Regions from separate parts of the Rattus norvegicus genome. Here region 2 is linked to region 1. Evidence: chromatin contacts called from public Hi-C data. All regions are on one chromosome and are shown on one strand. The core of a region is the stretch at or near the end of the contact, and the rest is flanking DNA. Distances in the headings are between cores, read along the strand shown.

Region 1 (5,155 bases), core at 1,461-3,960:
CTAAAGGTGATCTATGGGTCCTGGCTTGGACTATTTGGGCCTGGCACTTTACTTCTAATTCCTGGTCAACAAACATCACCATATCGTACTAGTTACACACTTTGTTTATGTCAATAATTTCATGTTTCTGCATCTATCTTTCCCTACTCTCCTTGAGTGGGGCCAGGCCACATCGTTTCTGTACTTGTCAAATTACATTTGCTCTGGCCAGTATGAAACACATAGAGTTGGGGAATTATCTTCTTTTTTGCACTCGACATTGTCTTGCTTTCATGTGAAGAAGCCCAGGCTACCCTGACATGTGATGAGAGACACGAGACCAGCTGCATACTTCACTTCGCCCCTGAATAGCCTAGATGGCATCCTAGAAACTGCAGAGTAATGGGGAATAAGGAATTGATTACAGGGCATAGATATTACAAAGCCAAAAGCCATTTCCCAGCAACCACAGAGGAGAGTTGTTAAAGAAGTATATGGCTAATCATTCCTTTTACAATGGATACTATTATTAAAGTCTCTGAAGCAAGACAGGTGGTCAGATGAAAAAGCTAAGCACAGACCAAGAAGAATGAGACAAAATGAAATCCACATTTGCCTTCTGTTGCATCTGATTTCCTTGCTATGGAGCTGCATGTATGCCTGGCCCATGACTCAGGCAAGGTATAAGAAGAGATCCATTGAAGCCAAATAAAACTTTCCCACAAAGTGAGTCAGAGGATTCACAACATGCACAAAACTGCAATGGAACCTAGGGGCCAGTCATTCTACTTCCAATACTGTGCGAAATCTACTGCTTTTCCCATAATTCTAAATCACTCAGGGAAGGGGTATTTAAGCAACAGATTTTCAGTCAATAGAAGATGCCTTTCGTGGTCAAATAATCCAGCTACCAGTGTACTGGTCAACTAACTCTAGACAATGAATCTGCTCAGCAGAGTTTGGACAATTTCTCCAAATAAGAACAGTTTGGCACACTACAGAATCACAAGCTAAATGAGCAGCTATTTACACCTCTAAGTTTTTCCACATCCCAGGTGGTACAAGTAGATATTAAAAAATAGTAAGATGGGTGGGTAACAGAGTAATCATGGACAAGGGCAGTAGGCAACAGAGTAGATGGGGACAGGGACAGCATCTAGACTTTACAAATCATACCTTATTCATTAAGACTTGTATCATTCTATTTTGTCAGTCACACAAATGTAGCTTTAGTATGAGAAGAAAATTAATTTCAAAAAATATTCAGAAGGATGCATTGTAATAACTGGGAAGCCTGCTGGCTACTGCGGAAGGGGCTATATTTCTAAAGGGAGGCAGGTGTAACTAAAAGCATAAGGAAAGTACAAGTCAACTGTCCTCCAAGATACTCAACTGCTCTTCGCTGGTAACAGCAACTTTCGATCTTCTTTACCACAACCCCTAGGGAGTAATCTGTCCTTCCCTGACTCTTCATTACTTAATTCACCAGCGAAACGTTGGCTTGCTCTCTGAACTAGCCACCTTCCTGCCATCTTTGTGTTTCCATTGCTCTCACTGTGATCCTGCCAAGACTAGCCTACCAGCATTCCAATTTATAACCCAGTGCCATATTGCCTCTGTCCAGTCCATCCTCGCAGTTAACAATGGTGACATTTCCAAAAAAAACCCACAAGCTTGTCTCTGCAGCCCAGTGTCTTTATTTCATCTTCTGCATGAAGGCTTTGTCGTACTTCCACTGTGCTTTGAATTTATAGAAATCCCTCGTCCTGATTTTTAAAATCCTATAAGACATTACTCCTGTCAACCTCTCCAAATCTCATGTGCCATCCTTCCAGACCAACACAAGTAGACACCGACAACAGGGACCCTCCAGGTTCCTCAAACCCTCATGTATTTGCATGCTTTTCACCTTCACATGTGATGCTCATGTCATGCCTGATACTTTCCTCACTTGAGTAGAGCATAAACTCTCCGAGGACAGGAAACTTGTGCAGCTTACTTTTCCAGGTTCTAGCACAATTAGCTTTGCACAGTAGTTCAAGTCCTTGCATAGTGCTTTGCACAGTAATTCGAGTCCTTGCACAGTGCTTTGCACAGTAGCTTGAGTCCTTGTATGGTACTTTGCACAGTAATTCAGATCCTTGTATAATGTTTTGCACAGTAGCTCCTTAATGAATACTTCACAAGGGAAGGAGGGGAGGTCAGCTGATAGAAGCAATCACTTCATTAGAGTTCTATCTTCATATCCCCGTTTCAAAACCAGCCATGTCTTCCTGGCTTATTCTTTACACCCCTTTATGTGACTCCAGCTCTTGCTTCTCTGGTTTCTGCTGTGGTGCCTGCTTGCAAAGCACGTGTGGACTCCTGTTCAGTGTAATCTTACGTAGAGCTCTCTAGCTTCTCCTGCACTCGCCATTCTCTGTAGACAGATTGTTTCGTGTCGATACAATAGCAAGAACTGTGCTTTGCGTCTGAAGAGCTGGCTTGGGAGTTATGGGGAGATGGGTCTTGTGCTATGTGAACAAATCATCAATAAATAAGACAGTGAATAATGGTGCCTGATGACCTTGCTTGTTCCTCCTTGTGTTTTTCAGAATTCTCAGAATCCTGACCTGTCTCTCAAGCCCTGTTTCCAGAAGCCAGCCACTATTCACACAGTTGTCCTTAGCTGTGGACAGATTTCTAGGCTTTGTTTGCCTTCTCAGAATTACCTTTGACCCTTATTTCATGAATCCTATCAGTTTGTTTGAACTACAGTAAGATTGCTACATTCTCATGGTTGCGCTGCCCACCTTGCTCAACTGAACCTTCTCTTTCATTCTGTATCTCTCTGATTTACCATTTTTAAAGACTGGGTAGCTAGTTCCTGTGTTACTTTAATTTGTTGTAAGTAACTAGTTTCACTCTGCATGTCCAAAGGCATGACTGGGAGAACAGAGAAATTACATCCATAAAAATTAAGGAAACTCAGCAGAATGACTAATTTTATGTCGACTTGACTTATGGCGAGCGTGCTGAGACACCCAATTAAGCATTCTTTCTGTGTATCTCAGTGAGGATGCTTCTAGACGAGATTAGCATTTGAACTGGTAGTGGACGAAGTAAATCATATGATCTTCAAACCGGGTGGGTGTTGTGCAACTGTTGAGGGCATGAATGGAACGAAAACTTGAAGTAGCATTTAGTTCATTCTGTCTGAAAGCCTGGGCTGGAATACTGACCCTCATGCTTGTCAATTCTGGTCCTCCAACCTTTACTCATGAACTTGCATATGCATCATAGGCTCCCCAGCCATTAAACCTTTAAGTTGTCAAGTTTCTAGGTGTGTAGGTAGCATTGGAAGTCTGTGAGACATTTCAACTCCCATCAACATATGAACTAATTATAAATATATACATATAAAATCTATCTTCTACCTTTCTATCATCTATCTGCATTTACACACACACACACACACACACACACACACACACACACACACACACACACACACACACTCCTAACGATCCTCTGTAGACTCCTGGGTGAATACACACAGCAGTGTCTCTTGAATTTTACTATACATGTAGAGACACACCATTATTCTACACAACTGCATAGACTCCCACATTTTGAGCCTTAGAATGCATTCAACCATCCCACTATTGGCTGGCATACGTGGAACATTTTCTTTATGTTTACAGTGCAGCTATTCCTACAATCCTCATTGCTGGCATTTGTCATTGTGCCTCACGAGAAAAAGACCATCTGAATTTTTCCCATGACACATGCTCCCTCACAGGTCCACAGAAGCAGTCAGCTAGTAATAGTGACTGCTGGCGATAAGAGTAGTATCTAGCCTCCCTTGTGGTAATACTTTAATTTTACAATAAGGAAAATCCAAGTATGTATTACTTGAAATATTAAATACTGTTTAAAACATCAGTGAAACCAATATTGGCTAAAATCTTTTAGGCTTCTGTTCCAAGAGTGCCTTTCATGGAGAACATTCAAAGGTGCTTGTGGAATTGAACTTTCTCTAGTTTCATCTCTGCGGTGGGGTTGCAAAATCTTGAAAACTGTATATGACTAGACAAGCCTGGGAGGAGGCCATGTGGGTGGCTTGTCATCCAACTGAGCAGCATGGGCCTCGGTCTTTGGTGTCAACTGAGAACATTCAACTTTTACTTTCAACGTTGCCTCTTGCGTAATGAGAGCGGAGTCTAATAAATGGAAACGTCTTAGCATTTTATCACAGATGATTCCTGGAACCTAGTTGCTTGCGTCTCTGAAAAAATCTATCCAGGACTTCCCAGAAAAGACCAGGCCTGGAATCTAGGATTGCGTCATGGTGCATAGATTGGGTGCTACCACTAAGTCAGTAGGGCATCACGGGGCCATCATCTGGCCTCAGGGTCATTGGAGTACATTGGAAAGGTTTGCTAAGGATAAATCAAGATACCTCCTGTGATATTTATTAGGATATCATTTCCTAACTGTTGCTACCATCTCACATAGTTTTTGTAACATGGTGTGAAGATGTCAGGTGTCACTATCCCAGCATTCCTGGAGGACTCTGTTCCAGACATGCTGATGCTTAAATCTCTTTCTCCTTTTATTGGATATTTTTTTACTTACATTTCAAATGTTATTCCCTTTCCCGATTTCCTGTCCATAAGCCTTCACACTCCCCTTCTTCTATAAGGTTGTTCCCCCTCCCCTACTACCCCCCCTTCCTACCTTCCCACCCTGACATTCCCCTATACTGGGTGGGGCCGGTTCAACCTTGGTAGGACCCAGAGCTTCTCCTCTCATTGGTGCCCAATAAGTCCATCCTCTGCTACATATACAGCTGGAACCATGGGTCAGTACTTGTATAGTCTTTGGGTAGTGGTTCCCTGAGAGCTCTTGTTGGTTGGTATTGTTGTTCTTATGGGTTTGCAAGCCCCCTCAGCCCTTTCAGTCCTTTCTCTAATTCCTCCAATGGGGACTCTGTTCTCAGTTCAATGGTTTGCTGCTAACATTCTCCTCTGTATTTGACATGCTCTGGCTGAGCCTCTCAGGAGACAGCTATATCAAGCTCCTGTCAGCATACACTTCTTGGCTACATCAATATTGTCTAGTTTTGGTGGCTGTGTATATATATGGGCTGGATTCCCAGGTGTGGCAGGCTCTGAATGGCCATTCCTTTAGTCTC
Region 2 (5,155 bases), core at 1,277-3,776, 180 kb before region 1:
CATTACTACCACCGCTCACAATAATAACTACCAAGCAAACAAAAACTCCCAAGTATTGCAGCTAGTCTCTGTATTTCGAGGTCTTCTTTGTTAAAGGCATGATAATTGTACTTATCTCTACGGGTAACTTCAAATTAAGTGCAGAGAGAGCCTGGAGCATCAGGTGGCATACAGAAGGAACTTGAAAGATGCCACCTCAGATCACTTTTCTAAATATGACCCTGATGACTTGAGAGGGAGATTTTGTGGGAAGCTGATTTGAATGAGGAGCTTTTCTTGAGTTAAGACATTGGTTCCACTTCATCAAGCAATGTGACCCAAGTAAACTACTGAGCATCTCACGGCTCGTCCTAAGAGACAGCAGCCTCACACAGCTTGGGATGCGTACATGAGGAAGCACTTGACAAGTCTGTCATCCCTCAAAGAGTCAGTGATCAGCCCTTATGTACCGGACTTGGTGCTCCAAATGCAGATGAGGACAAAGGAGACAGATAGTTCCTGCCCCTCGTCCCCACCTCCTGGAACTTGGAGTTCATACTGTACGTCAGCATTATCGATCCGTACAGTCAACTTCCTCTGCAGCTATCTCCAGAGAAGGCCTGGCAGTACAAATCACTGTTACAGGTCTTCTGTCCTTTAGCCCTTTCAACAGCCCCACAAAATACCCGGAATTGTCCCCATTGTATAGGCGAACAATCCAAAGCTTCAAATGGCGGATGAATCTGAAGTTCTTTTCAAATGACAGGTCTTTGAGTCTCACTCCTGTACTCAAAGCTTCATGATGGAATGGATTTCTCTCTCATGAATATGTGGTGGTCCCTGTAGCAGCTAGTGGACAAGAGGACCAACACATCCTAGGATACACAATGAACACATACAGTGGTTCTCAAACTTAAGCTTTCATTGATATCACCTGGAGGGACTATTAAAACAAAGGCCAGTAGCCATGCCTCAGATCTCTGTTTCAGCCATTCTGGCCTAGTGCCTGAGAATTCACATTTTCAAGTTCTCAGTTGATCCCATTGCTTCTGTGTGGCACTGGATAGTGTCACCCAATGTCCCTGGATAATGCCTAGACTTGGATAGGACCCAGAAAGAAGAATGGAAAGAAGTAGCCATTGAGGGTGGCAAAACTGAGAAAGATCTCTTTCAAACATTTAAAATATGCCAGAGTATTTTCATATCTCTTTTGATGATTGCCTCATAAAGGTATCCATATGTTAGTCTGGTAGCAGAACCGATTTTATTGCAAATCAGAGAGGAAGGAAAAAAGCCCGTCAAAACCTTCCGAGGGAAGAAACAAAATGAAACAAAAACCATATGTTGACCTTTCCCCCTTCACTGTTCTTTATATTTTCACAGTCTGCGTCGGTCTGGATTCCAGTTAGTACCTGAATACAAGACGCTGGGTCTGAGGGTAGGAAATTAGAGCCTTAACAAGTCCCCTAGCCAAATCAGAAAGTTAGAAAAAGAGATTCCCTCTCATATTAAATGCTGCTTTTCTGAGTTCCATTTGCTTTTGAGCTTTCAAAGTTCTATGATGGGTGTTTCACCTCACCCCAACCCCACCCTGCTCAGTTGTAAAACAAGTCACAGAAGACAGGATTCACCAAAACCTATGTCCTTTTCTGTGCCTTCCACCTTTATTATCCCACAGGGTAATATAGAGAAGTTAAAAAAACAAAGTGGAGTAGGTTTATGATCAGCATTTAGAACTGTATCATCAAAACCTTCTTTCAGGACCATTCAGAACTGGAGCAAAAGGGGATGGAAGGAAGCACATCATTAATGATCACTTACAGAGCCAACTAGGGGCAACAGATGAGAGGACGTATGCGTGTGTGGAAAGGAGAATTACAACATTCTGTTTGTCGGTCAAGCTATACCCAGAGTTCTCAACATGTCTCAAGCAAGGCTTAGGATGGGTCTTGTTGCAAAAGCAGGATTCATCAATTGTGTCCGGAGAGAAGTGTCAGGGAGGAGCAAACAATGCTTTATTTCCAAGCCCGCCTCACACTAGGCTTCCTCAGAGCCTCTCATAGCTTTAAGCCAAATTGTACCCTGTGGGCAGCAGCTCCCAGCTGGTTGAATGAGGAAGGGTGGGGGGCAGAAGCTGTGGCCGATGTGATGATTACAACTTCCTCCAAGCCCCAATTTGCATTTTCCTCTTGAAAAACAAAAGAATTAGAGCTTTTAATCATTTTCGTCTAGGTTTCTACTTTCCACTGATTCTCTGGAGCTCTTCACATATCTTCTTCAAAGATCTATCTCTGGGATAGAGAAGATGGGAATGGTCTCACTCAACCAGAAGTCTGTTGTGTAGTCTCAGGGATGACTGGAATCTCTGGGTTGAGATATTCTCCATCTTCTTAACTGATTTCTTACAAAATTTCTAAGGGCCTTTAGGGAGGACTGGCCACAGGTACAGGAAACACTGATGAGTGTTCCTTAATATGCAGGTACTCCACCATGGCCAGGAAACCTTTGAAGGCTGGTAAAACACTTTGTCTGATCCAAAATGTTCAAAGGCTACTAGGAATCATGACCTAGAGGCTCATGTGATCCAAAAGCAAAGGCTTATTCAAATTACAGCAGAGGGCAGGTCCTTAGAAAGCTGCTGGTCCATGTCTATATTCAGCATCCTTTGCATGATATATAACTACCTGTCTGTGGATTTTCTCACAGAGGGGAAATTAAAAAATTCAAAAGTCTCTATCATCAAAAGAAACTGGAGAAGTGCAGGCCCAGCCTCACAGAGGAGCTGAAGTAGTCAATGCTTTGACTCCCACTGCAATCTTTTGTCTTGCCTGTCTATCAGGATTCATATCTCTAAAGTCATATTTGTTGTTCAAGTGATTCCATGCAAAAATCTTCAAATGGTCTGAAAATATGTGTTCAGAGTCCTGAGCTCATGGGAAGTCCCCTAATGAAGAAGTCTATCTGATGATACTAAAGTCACTTGTTCTGCACTTAATGACACCCTGCACCCATTTTTTTTCAGGAACAATCTCAAAATTCCCTGTTTATCACATTTGATTAAAAGTTCTGAAAAGAATCCACAAGGGGTGTTAATAATTAACCGAGGAACAATGTGTTACCAAGCGTTAGCCTCCCATTAAATGTTCTGGGTCAGAGAAAACAGAAGTGTTAGTTTGCTAAAGGGGATTGGTTCAGAATATCAGAACTATCTTAAGCTGTAATGTCTTCAGTACGTTCTACTCAAAGAGGGGTCCTACTGTCCACCCTATCTAAGGCAGTCCCCACCCTCAATTCCATTACCCTATCGATTCTTTCAAGGCATTTACCAAAATTCGACATGGTCTTATTTATTTATTTGATGGCTTGTACTTTGTCTCCTTTTGCCTTCAAATCCATTTGAATGTGAGGTCTCTAAAGCCAAGGACTTCTGCCACTCGGAATAGCTCTGCAGAGAGTCATTGCTGAATGAATGAACGAACCCATTTTAATACCCATGGGTAGATGGGCTTGTGAATGGTTAGAGAAGCTGGTCGGCCTGTTATTACATCCCCAGTGCACATCATTAGTGCTCAAGAGATGAGTGTTGTCTAAGTAAACGAAGAGGGCTGATCCGCACTATTTTTCATGCTCAAATCAAGTTCATGGGGGAGTGGGAGAAATGAGTGATATTCCAGCCCTTCACAGGATTGGCATAAATCTGGACTCCTTCCGTCATGGCAAATAATAGAAAAGACTAGTTTTCAGATTGCCTTGAGTCTGGAAATAGATCTTCAGAACAGTTGACGGTAGGGTTAGAATTTAAAGATCTTTAGAGACTTCAACACCGAGTCACTGAAAACAGAAAACTGTTTGAAACGGACAGAAACGGGTTCCATCTGGCAGCAAGCCCTGTATCAAGCAATATAGCAAAATATCTGTGAGCTCTGGGGGAGCAGGAGAGTGCAGCACACTGTAATATGAGGCGGGCTCATGAGGGGGATTATGAAATGAAAGCCTAGAGAGTTATCTTTCTACAAAACTTGGCATTCCTGAGGTTTTAATTAGAGTGGGAACTTAAGTTTCACTCTATTTCAAGATTCATTTGGAGAAACTGGAGATATTCCAGCAAGATTTGGAAAAAAAAACTGATTAACTGGATAGAAAACAGAGTTAAGATGTAGGCCTCCTAGATCTTAGGAAGACATGGCTGAGCAAGGTGACTTAATCACTGTGGCGAGGTAAACGCAAGGTTCTGATCCTCATCTCCCCTGAGGACTAGACATCCAATGCTCTGAAGAACAGACATGGAGAAATAGGCTCTATGGACACCCAATGCATTTCCATTTAGAATCAGGAAAAAAATTGGTTGAACCGGGGAAACATGCTGAACCAGGACCTGTGGGAAGAGGTTGCTACCCTGGAGATCTCTAAATGTAGGATGATTACCATCTGCTTTGGAAGGCTTGGCTAGAGGCAGGGGACTGGACCTAAGGACCTCTTGGCTTTCCATCCATCTCTGAGTCTGTGTTTAGAGGATTGCGGTGACTAAGCACCCCCATTCCTCAGGAATCCTCCATTCCCATCACAGGACAGACCCAACACTGTCCAACTCTGAATGGCTTCCCTTGGGAGGAGCTCAATTGTTCTTCTCAGTACTGGAAGGAAACTGATAGTGTTGCTTCAGCTGCTTCCCTTCTGCAGCCCCCACAGAGAGAGGCCAGCTTTTGTCCTGTTGGGGCTCCTAACATGTTGCAGCAGGCGCTTCTCCATCTTGTGTGGGATTAGAAGGTGGGTGCAACTGGACATAGTCATGGGTTGCCAGATCTCCGAGACATTTGAGATCCAGTTTGGATCTATCCCCTTGTTTCTCAGACTAAGAATTAAAAAAAAAAAAAAACTCTCAAGGAATTCAGCTGGTTCTTTCTGCATTGGACTGAATTGTAAACCCCTTGACCCACAAGATTTACTGTTACCTGCGTCTGTACTTTAGCTAGGAGGAAATTTTTTGATGAAGATGAAGGGCCTAAAATCCTATCTTTGGTAGCTTAGCTAGAAGTGAGACAGTGAGAAGGGAGAACACACATGCTAGTAGAATTACCACCAGCATTGCTGTTATCCTCAAATACAAGGGAGGCATTTGAACCAAGGGCATTGAAAGTCCTACTGCCAGTTGCAGTATGTTATATTTCTATAAAAT

What was found. Hi-C and Micro-C count contacts between places; a contact is called where the count stands out from the background.
Region 2: a contact with region 1 is called in a Hi-C map of liver, with 7 times the contacts expected there. The contact joins two enhancer-like sites. A contact is called at or near these places in 2 of 12 Hi-C or Micro-C datasets (both in liver).

Annotation. Positions count from the first base shown.
Region 1 is chr7:24,026,791-24,031,945 of GRCr8, reverse strand. No RefSeq gene overlaps it. Among named protein-coding and RNA genes, the nearest start is that of Igf1, 140 kb to the left of the region's middle. Within about 2 kb of position 2,710, at least 2 of the 93 cell types and tissues checked have an H3K27ac peak or open chromatin away from gene starts, as enhancers often do. A contact at or near this core is called in liver, where this site is marked.
Region 2 is chr7:24,204,977-24,210,131 of GRCr8, reverse strand. All of the region lies in intron 2 of Igf1 (insulin-like growth factor 1), which reads right to left. Among named protein-coding and RNA genes, the nearest start is that of Igf1, 37 kb to the right of the region's middle. Within about 2 kb of position 2,526, at least 1 of the 93 cell types and tissues checked has an H3K27ac peak or open chromatin away from gene starts, as enhancers often do. A contact at or near this core is called in liver, where this site is marked.